Regions from separate parts of the Mus musculus genome. Here region 2 is linked to region 1. A link is a contact called in public promoter capture Hi-C data. All regions are on one chromosome and are shown on one strand. Each heading gives the region's core, a stretch centred on a gene start, on an enhancer-like site or on the middle of the called end of the contact. The rest is flanking DNA. Distances are from core to core; before and after follow the strand shown.

Region 1 (5,135 bases), core at 1,609-4,108:
GAAATAAAATGATGCTATACATCTGGTCAAAAAAAAAAAACCCACAGCAGGGAACATCATAGTCCATAACTGAGCCTATGAATATCACGTCTAAACTAAGTCACTGGTTCTCAACCTGTGGGTCTCAACCACTTTGGTGGTGGCTTATCAGATATCTTGAAGAGCAGATATTTATTTACAGTACTATTCATCACAGTATCCAAATTACTGTTACAAAGTAGCAACTAAGTAATTTTACACTCAGGGGTCACCACAATATGAAAAACTATTTTAAAGAGTTGAGGCATTAGGAAGGTTGAGAACCACTTAGCTGAATTAATGTGGAGTGTGGGACCATGCCATAAGAGGAATGGTATGGAATTGGTGAGGTAGAGCATATTTAAACCCTGGAAATCTCAGAACTTGAGAGTGGCAGGAGTAGAACTAGCTCCTTCCCTGTTTCCATGCCTGCTTCAGAGCCTATAACCAGGTGACCCTTAACCACGTGGTCAGTCATGGACTCAGCACCTAGAACACCTCTCCATAAAAATGAGGCATTTCAGTAGCCGTAGCTTTCAGCCAATGACCTTTACCTTCTCTGGATATTCTCATGCTCTTCTCCAAAACTATATAACCCTTGGCTCATCCTGAATAAAGTCTATGCATTCAAATCCACCTCCCACAAAATACTGACAAGCTAAGATTGTCTCAGAGAGCTGCTTCATTAAAGATGTCAGACCCGTAACACTAAGATTCTTAGCAAAAGCCTTCTCCACGCACACATAGCCGACTTGATCCCAACCAGATGGGGATCCTGCCTGTTCCAGACTCTGCTTCAATCTTTCAGCCCAGTCTGCAGCAGCGACTGATAGGGCCAAGGGAAGAGGCAGACTGTGGACCCCACGCTTTCAGGACTTTGCCCAGCCCTCTCCAAGCCAGTGTACCAGCAGCATCGGGACACCTTGAGGGGAAAGGTGGAACCAGGAAGCGCAAATTAATATAGTGTCAAGTTGCCATTTATATATTTGTGTTTATGTCCATAGATGAATAAACACAGCGCAGCCTCCATCGCAGAGCCTGTCATGGTGGTGACTGGCAGAGGATGAAGAAGTACAGGACTACACAAGGTGCTGAGAATAAATAATGGATAGTGTTCATCTCTAAACCAGATATTAATCACCCATTTTATGGTGTTGGGTACACTGCAGAAAAGGGAAAGAATGTAATAGCCTGAATAAAAGGCGAATAGTTGGGAAAACGGCATCTTCTGGAGAGGACACAGCTATTACAATCACAAACCAACAGGCCTGTGCTGGGTTTGCCAAAGAATGGTTGGAGAAGGGTACGTCTTCTGTTGGAGTGCTTCCTATTGATAGATTCAGGGAGTGGGGAAATTGCTCCTTTCAATTGTGTACTCTGAATGACCCTATCATTCTCCAATGGATACCCTCCTCCAATGGATGTTCTCCCCCAATGGATGCCCTCCTCCAATGGATACCCTCCTCCAATGGATGTTCTCCCCCAATGGATGCCCTCCTCCAATGGATGCCCTCCCTCTGTGATCATACAGATGGCCCATGTTAAACCCAACTAAACTAAACTAAACTAAACTAAACTAAACTAACTAAAACTCATGAAACTGAGAAAGGAAGCAGGTGGGGTTAGTAGTGAAGGGAGGTACATAAGAGAGGGTGTGAGAGAAAGAGTAATGGAAAACATTATATACACATATGAAACTGTTAAACAACAAAGTCGGTCAAGAATAATTAAATATAGCATGCACAAAACTTTATTAAAACAAAACCAAAAAGCCTCTTTATAGGAAAAGTGATGCACCAAGCAAGAATCTACTGCTAGTGTTTGCCATGGAGAGACAGAGTGAATCTGATCATCAGAACCCACCGACACATCTGGTGATGAAACAGCCACTGAGAAACAGGATGGAGGCCCCGGCTATCGTCCAGGAGAGCACTTGGGAGTTTTTGAAGCATCCTCTCTCTGTAGGAAGAAGGATAAAATACACAGTGGATCTTCCCAAAGCAATATACGAACGAGATTTGAGTTGACTTTATCTTTACTCCTTCCTGTTTTCATTTCATATCTACCAGTCCCCAGGCTTGCCCATGCATCCGTGCCCTCTGGAGACTGTTGGTCCTCACCCAGAAAGCTAACAATCCAGGCGAGCCGTGTGGAAGCCTCTGCTTCCGGCCGATGTTAGCCTGGAAACCACACCTTAAGAAGTCTGAGCTTTTCATTTCTACTCTCCCCATTTAAAATGCTTCTGCACTTTAAGGACTGCCCTCCGTGCTTCCTCCCTTTCTTCTCTTCTCATCTTACCTCACTTTCTCCCTTTGCCTTTCTAGTCTTTCTCCTGCTGGGCTCTTCTCAGCATTTCATTTTTAAGCTTTTTGTAAATTAGACCAAACAGTTGGCAGCCATGCAGTAAGTACTTTCTTATGCCAGATATACATTTTACAGACAATTCGAGTAAATTCCACAGAAGTGAAGGACTTGCTCAAAGACATTCAGAGTATCACAGAAGGTAGAAACAGTCAGCAGGCAAGCTCCTCCCACCTCCCTTGGCCCCTTCTCCCAGACTCCTCAGCAAGAGCTCTGACCTTTCCTCTCTTTTGTTTTGTTTCCACCTCAGTAAGTGCTTTTCTATCACCCTAGCCCTTGGCAAACTTCTAAGAGAGTCAAGGAGGATGCCTAGATTGTACCTGTGTGGTGGGATGCAGGCGATTTGGTTGAATTCATTCTTCCTTTTTCCTGCCTTTCTTCCTTTTCCTTCTCTTCTCAGTTTAGAAAGAGCCCCTGGAAAGTGAGTCTTGAATGGTGAATCCTTGGCCCTCTTTTTAAAAGTTCAAGACTAACAGACCGGATAGCACAGTATGTCAACGTGCTTTATAGATGTGCAATTAAGTCAGAATTTCCTCTCTTGCACAAGGACAAGGAGTTTAGTGGACACCACGCCAATTCTCACTCCAGACCACAAAAGAGGAAATGATGAAGTATATGCTAAGCATCAAGAGAAATGGCAGAGAGGCCTGAAAAATATATCTGTGTTATTTTAGTTGGTAAATGCCTTACTTTTCTCAAAGTCTAACTTGGTCCCGATTTTCCTTTGGCACTATGTGCCTCAGTACCACATTCTGAATTCTTGTTGTTTTTTGTTTGTTTGTTGTTTCTATCAAGTATACATTTGTTCACAGACAGGAGGCTGAGAGCCTCTAAATTATCTCTGCCCACACCACACAGCTGGGAACATAATGTGCATATTTACAAGTTGGCAATGAAAGTTTTCTTTAGGTCCTTTCTGTTCCTCTTCCTTTACCAGCTCTTAGGTGCTCACTGTGTGGAATCTGACCCCTTTACCAAGATGCTATCCACTGGACTGTTTTATAGATCAGCCACACATGCCTTTGTGAGTCAGTTCAGTTTCTTAAACTGACACACAATGTCTAAGGACTCATTAGGTACTTTAATTCTATTTTTTATTTATTTGGAAATTTTAGAGGAGGAACAGATTTGAGTGTCAGCAGAAGCAATTTCAGTTAGACAGAACTCAGTGTTTGTCTGGAATGTGAGCTTGATATAGGATGTCTTTCCTTAACTTCCTACAAGTTTTCTAAAGACTCTTTAATGTCTGTAAAAGTCACACTAGTATCAGCTGTCTTGAGGTTATGAGTGTCAGGAGATAGAAGTGCTACACATATGACTTGGTAATCCCCGTGTTTGATGAGCCAGATTTCCTATGTGCTACACAATATTTTTTTTGCCTCAAGGAAACTTTCTATTATTTCCACAGATTGGAAATTTCCCTCAGAACTTTTTATTTTACAGACACGTGGATTTTTTTCAAGTATCTTGAAGCATATTTTAAAATTGATATGGCTTGGTTGAGTTGTCACTGAAATTTCATATGTAAGGCTTTGCTCCCCAGAGAAGAGGCTTTGTGGATGTATAGAGATGAGCTCTTGTGAAATGGCCATAGCTTCAGTGGCTTTGAAAGAGTCTGAACTATTTCAGTCTTCAATGGTTTCTTGACTTCTATCATGGTGTGCCATCATTTCCAAGATCCAAACCATGGGGTTACCAAATCCTTGACCTGATACTCCAGACAAACATGCCAAAAGAAAACTTTATTTCTGTATCATTGGTCTTTTGTGTCTCAAGATTCTTTTTGTAGGCTAGACTAACTTTTGAAACCCATAAGCAATGTAGGTTTTGCTATCCTCTAGGTCTTTTTCCTAAGTTTTTTCCTTCAAAGTCTAAAAGTTTTCACTGTAGAGTTTTATGTTTGTTTCCTTGGTTGGGTTTATTTCTGTTTTTAAAATTATATATTTTCTTTATTTACCATCTAAATGTTGTCCCCTTTCCTGGTTTTCCCTCTGAAAACTCCATTCCCTCACTACTCCCCCTGCTCACTAACCTACCCACCCCTGCTTTCTGGTCCAGGAATTCCCCTACACTGGGGCATTAAGCCTTTTTAGGACCAAGGGACTCTCCTCCCATTGATGAACAACAAGGCCATCCTCTGCTACATATGTGGCAGGAGCCATGGGTCCCTCCATGTGTAATCTTTGGTTGGTGGTTTAGTCCCTGGGAGCTCTGGGGATACTGGTTGGTTCATATTGTTGTTTCTCCTATGGGGCTGCAAACCTCTTCAGCTCCTTAGGTCATTTCTAATAAAAAATTAAATAAAAAATAAAAAAAGAAGATTATTTTCCTGCATTGGACAGTGATTTTATAGGGTGTAGTTTCCATCCTTGTTTTGGAGTTTTCCATTTATTATGCTTTGAAGGGCTGGATTTGTGGAAATATATTGTGTAAATTTGGTTATGTCATGGAATATCTTAGTTTCTCCATCTAGGGTAATTGAGAATTTTGCTGGGTATCTTAACCTGGGCTGGCATTTGTGTTCTCTTAGTGTCTGTATGAGATCTACCCAGGATCTTCTTGCTTTTATAGTCCCTGGTGAGAAATCTGGTATAATTCTGATAGATCTACATTTATATGTTACTTGACATGATTCCCTTACTGCTTTTAATATTCTTTCTTTGCTTTTAACATTTGGTGTTTTGATTATTAAGTGACAGGAGGAATTTCTTTTCTGCTCTAGTCTATTTGGTGCTCTCTAGGTTTCTTGTATGTTC
Region 2 (4,940 bases), core at 1,075-3,574, 1.1 Mb after region 1:
CTTCTGGGTGCTTATCAGAGACATTGAAGGTAGCACAGGAAACCACATAGAATCCTTTGTGACACAAAAAATCAAGAAGGGATCAGAAACTGCTTAGGGAGACACACAGAGCCCTGTCTTCTCCTCAACTTACAAGAAGAAAACACTGGAAGATGGAGGGACAATGTTCACAAAATGCCTGTAGCAAATATTCTTAGCAATATTATTTCATACAATTGAATACTACCAGAAATGGGAAGAATAACTACTGATACATCCGAGAATCTACATAGGCCTCGAGATTATTGCATTTAACCAAATAAAGGTCTACGCTGAGGGTTGCATATGCCGCAGTGCCATTTACATCACACTCTTGAGACAGCAACACTGTGGGGTGGGGATGAGTTTTCAGTGGCAGGTGACAGAGCAGGTTAGCGGCAGAGTAGGAGAATGGGTGCGAGTGGGTGTTTCTTCTGTGGTGCTTATTTCTAACTCTAGATTCAGATTGTTGGCTAAAAGAATCTCAATGGGCCGGGTGTGGTGGTGCACGCCTTTAATCCCAGCACTTGGGAGGCAGAGGCAGGCGGATTTCTGAGCCAGCCTGGTCTACAAAGTGAGTTCCAGGACAGCCAGGGCTATACAGAGAAACCCTGTCTCGAAAAACCAAAATAAATAAGTAAGTAAATAAATAAATAAAAAGAATCTCAATGGAAGACCAAGCAAGCCCATGGTGACATGTGTGCATGTGTGTGCAAGCATGCAAAGACAAAGGCTGCTTAAAGGAAAGTGAGCACTGTATTAGGTCTGTGGCTTAGTTAATGGTGACAGGCCAGTGCTAACTCCCAACTTGGGTTGCCACAGCTGTATTCAGTGGAGCTCTACAGGAGAAACAGCAGACCTCTCTTTGATAGTTGATTAACCTCTCTTTGTCCCATGAGTCTATAATTAAAATTAAAAGTTCTCTTACAAAAGTCACTCAGACTGTCAGACCTGATAACTCAAGAGCGATTTCCATCAATAACACTGATGCTCTAAAGACACATAGATTAGCAGGCACCATCCTTCCCTCAAAGAGCCAATAACACAATGGTATTATGTGAAACCCATCTTCACTAAAAGCCAGGGGTTGAACTCAGAAAGACAATGTGCAGCGTAGGAACTTAGGCCAAAGCATCACTTGATATCAGACATTAAAGGGATACAAATAGGAAAAATCAAATCACTCCCATTTGCAGATGATATGTCATGCATAAGAAACTCCTGAATAATTCGCCAGAAAACTTCTAGAAATGACCAATAAAATTAACTTAGAAAATCAACAGTCTTTCTAGATACCAACAACAAGCTGAGAAAGATAACGTTGAATATACTCCACTCATAATCTCAAAAAATAGAAATTAACCATGCACTATACCCAGTTACATACCTGGGCCTGTGTTCCTAACCAGACCTTCATACCAGAAGAATCTTTGGGAGAAAGTGGACTGGAATAAGTCTCTTAGTGGATCCTTAGGTCATTTGGCGCCATCTGCTGTTGATCTAGGGTTGGCGGGCCCCCCTACTGATACTTTTCCTTCCTCTTACTTCAACGTACCTGTTTTCTACTCTCCTGGTGAATAATTCTCTTAGAATGTTAAGTTACTCTCATTTACACTAAAACGTGATTCGAATTTGCTAATTAAAATGATGAGCGAGAAGCGGACAATGATAATAATTATGATTGACGACGATGTCGACGACTGATTGGTGGTTGTGGTGAGGATGAGAAGACCACCACAGACAAATATGCTACCCTGGCTCCCAGGCCAGAGAGTGTCCGTGCTCTTTGAGTTCTTTGAGTTCTAGAGGTCATCTGACACCATGCTTACTTCTGACACACTTCAAACAATTTAGGACTATGACTATGCATCATCAAAAAGTATACAGGTGTTGTGGCGCATTCTTATGATCCCAGCACTCAGGGGGGTTCAGTAGGGAGGCTTATGAGTTAAAAACTAGTCTGGGAGTCAGGCGGTGGTGGTGCACGCCTTTCATCCCAGCACTTGGGAGGCAGAGGCAGGCGGATTTCTGAGTTCGAGGCCAGCCTGGTCTACAGAGTGAGTTCCAGGTCAGCCAGGGCTACACAGAGAAACCCTGTCTCGAAAAACAAAAACAAAACACACACACATATTAAAAAAAAAAAAACCTAGTCTGGGATGCCTAGTGAGCCTCAAAAACTGCAAGCATGTAAAGGAATAATGCTGGTAGTTTATACTGCCTGCTAGACGTTTCCAGATGTTAGGAGCAAAAAGTTTCAACCTGTAACGGAGTCCGATACCCTCTTGTGGTGTATCTGAAAACAGCGACAGTGTGGTCACATGCATAAAGTAAATAAATCTTCAAAAAGGGGGGATGGGGGAGCTGTGCGGCCAAGCTTTAGAGAGAAGGAAGTACTCTTCCTCTTGAAATGACTTTATGTTCTTAAATTTTAAAAAATGTTGTCATTATTTGACAGTTATATATAATTTGGGCAATCTTATGGATTCCAGTCCTAGTGAACCCTTCTTTCCAACAAGCTCCTCTCTTTTCATATCCTTTGTTTGTTGCTTGCTTAGGGTTTGGGGATCCAGTGAGTTCAGTTAGGGTTGCTCTCGTGGACAGCAGTTATGTCCTGGCACATGGGCATTGTCCAGGGGCTCCACCACTGAAAGAAATGTTTCTCCCTTCTCCTCTTCCTCTTCCTCCTCCCTCTCCTTCCCCTTTCCCTCCCCCTTCTTCTCCCCCTTTCCCTCCCCCAGCAAGCATTAACTGCTGCTAGCTCTGTGCGGAAAATAATCAGCCCCTCCACACTTGAGTTTTTGTTATCAAGTTAAAAAGAAATATCAACTTTCAATTTTTGTTTGCAAATTTTTCTGGCTATTCAGGAAGTACTGGGAATCCTTATTCTCAGTTTGGTAATTCAGTCCCCAGATGTCTTGGCACACTTCACCTAGAATATAGGTCAGTGTAGAACAAGTGCTATGAGAAATCCTAGCTGCTTGTTATCCCAAGACTATGCAGAAGTTGTGGGATTTTTTTCTCTGATTTCACTTTTACTTTTCCTCTTTTCTTTAAAGTGCAAGGCTCCCTATAATGTCTAGTGTCCAAGGTGATTTTCAAACTAAAAATTATAAACATTACCAGAATGCAAACTGTTTTGTGTGAAAATTCTTTGAAACTTTCAAAACTACGTGCCGTGGGGCTAGAAGACAATGCATAGGCCACTCAGAGAAGATGCATAGTATCCCTGCAACCATTCCTGCATGCTACAGTACCAACTTGCTAGGCGAGATGTGTGCACTGGTACAACGGTGGCACAGGGATATCTGCAATTGTTGAGGTTGTTTTTTGAAGCCTATTCCACAGGAATGATTCCAGCTTTGTACTGGAAACCTGGTCAAAGCCCATGAGTCTGGCGGTCTTAGGACCTGTAAAGATCCACTATAGCTGTTTTTCGGGAACATCTGTGTTCATGCGCACCGATCAGTGCTGCCCTCTGCCCTGGCCCAGAGAAGCTTCCCTCTGCAGAGGTCAGCAGATAAAGCAGAGACTCATAGATGATCAAAGTGCTAAATAAATAAATAAAGAGCTACTCAGATGCTCAGCCCTAAATGGAGCCATCTGTATCAGTCTTAGGGTTGAGTTAGGGTTGGAAGAACACTTAAAACACTGTCTCGGGGACATGGCATGACAGTGGCTATGGTCACCTGCACAAGAGCAAGTTGACTAGATCACTCTGCATCCTGATGGGCAGCACTGATTGGACTCTCATGGGTCATTAACAAATGAGGGGGAGGACATGAAAGGGGCAGAGAAGCATGTTAGGGGTACCTGGGGTAGTAGGAGGGAGCAGTTAGGATTCCGAGCAGCAGTGGGAGGGGAGAGTTAGGGTGTATATGACCTCTTACACACGTTCGCGACCGGCCAGGAAAGACGCAACAAACCGGAATCTTCTGCAGCAAAAGCTTTATTGCTTACATCTTCAGGAGCCAGAGAGCAAGAGAGCAAGAGAGCAAGAGAGCAAGAGCAAGAGAGAGCAAGAAAGCAAGAAAAAGAACAAGAACAAGAAAGCAAGAGAGAGAGAGAGAGAATGGCAAAACCCCGTCCCTTTTAAGGAGAATTATCCTCCGCCTAGGACGTATTACTCCCTGATTGGCTGCAGCCCATCGGCCCAGTTGTCATCACGAGAAAGGCAGAACACATGGCGGGAAAACTGCCCCTGCACGTGTGCAGATTATGTTTACTACTTAGAACACAGCTGTCAGCGCCATCTTGTAATGGCAAATGTGAGGGCGGCTCCCAACAATGACCAAGAGGTATTGTTTACATGAATGAAAATATCAGAATAAATAGTCTATTTTTTTAAAGCTGATAAGAGTATTGTTAGTATATATTTCACCTTCCAACCTAAAATTTACGCTGCAAGTTAGATCCAACAAAGGAACTCTAAACTGCTTCACAGAAAAAAGAAAGAGAGAGAGAGAGAAAAAGAGGGGGAGAGAAAAAACTTAAAACTACATGACTGGAAACTCAAACAAACCCCAACCAAGCAATAGATTCTGCTAAGCCTGCCTGTCCTCCAATTTTAAATAAATGACCTCCCAGGGGAAAATAATTCTGCCACCACAGCAAATTGATGGCTAACAGTGAGCAGAGCTATGCTCATAAGGAAAAACCTACAGTGCTTTTAGAAAATTAGAAAAGTTGATTTTCATGCTGGAAAGCAAGCATGTTCCCTCTGTTAGATGCTTTCCATTCTCACAGGTGCTCTTAAAATTGGCACTAAGTTTCTGTCCCTTCATCACTATAGCGTAGGCCTTTACTGGTGAAACGTCTAAACATGTTTTAATGTCAGACTGCCTCATGGTAAAATTACTTTCTTGTCCTTAACTGATTTATCTTTATAAGCCCATCTGTAGCACAGTAACGAAATCCTATCCTTG

The links. Promoter capture Hi-C pulls out the DNA fragments that hold promoters and counts their contacts.
Region 2: a promoter capture Hi-C map of the HPC-7 cell line shows a contact between it and region 1, with 35 times the contacts expected there. The contact joins the enhancer-like site here to the promoter of Clec4e in region 1. A contact is called at or near these places in 6 of 39 promoter capture datasets (the HPC-7 cell line, HPC-7-derived erythroid cells, cranial neural crest and 2 more), 1 of 115 datasets of contacts at active chromatin or transcription factors (acute myeloid leukemia) and 2 of 9 other capture datasets (embryonic stem cells and macrophages).

The regions. Positions count from the first base shown.
Region 1 is chr6:123,287,013-123,292,147 of GRCm38.p6, forward strand. It overlaps Clec4e (C-type lectin domain family 4, member e), which reads right to left and starts at 2,859. Exons shown (of 6, transcript NM_019948.2): 1 at 2,700-2,859; 2 at 1,882-1,977. The coding sequence starts at 2,736.
Region 2 is chr6:124,378,022-124,382,961 of GRCm38.p6, forward strand. No RefSeq gene overlaps it. Among named protein-coding and RNA genes, the nearest start is that of 1700027F06Rik, 16 kb to the left of the region's middle. Within about 2 kb of position 2,325, at least 14 of the 459 cell types and tissues checked have an H3K27ac peak or open chromatin away from gene starts, as enhancers often do. A contact at or near this core is called in the HPC-7 cell line, where this site is marked.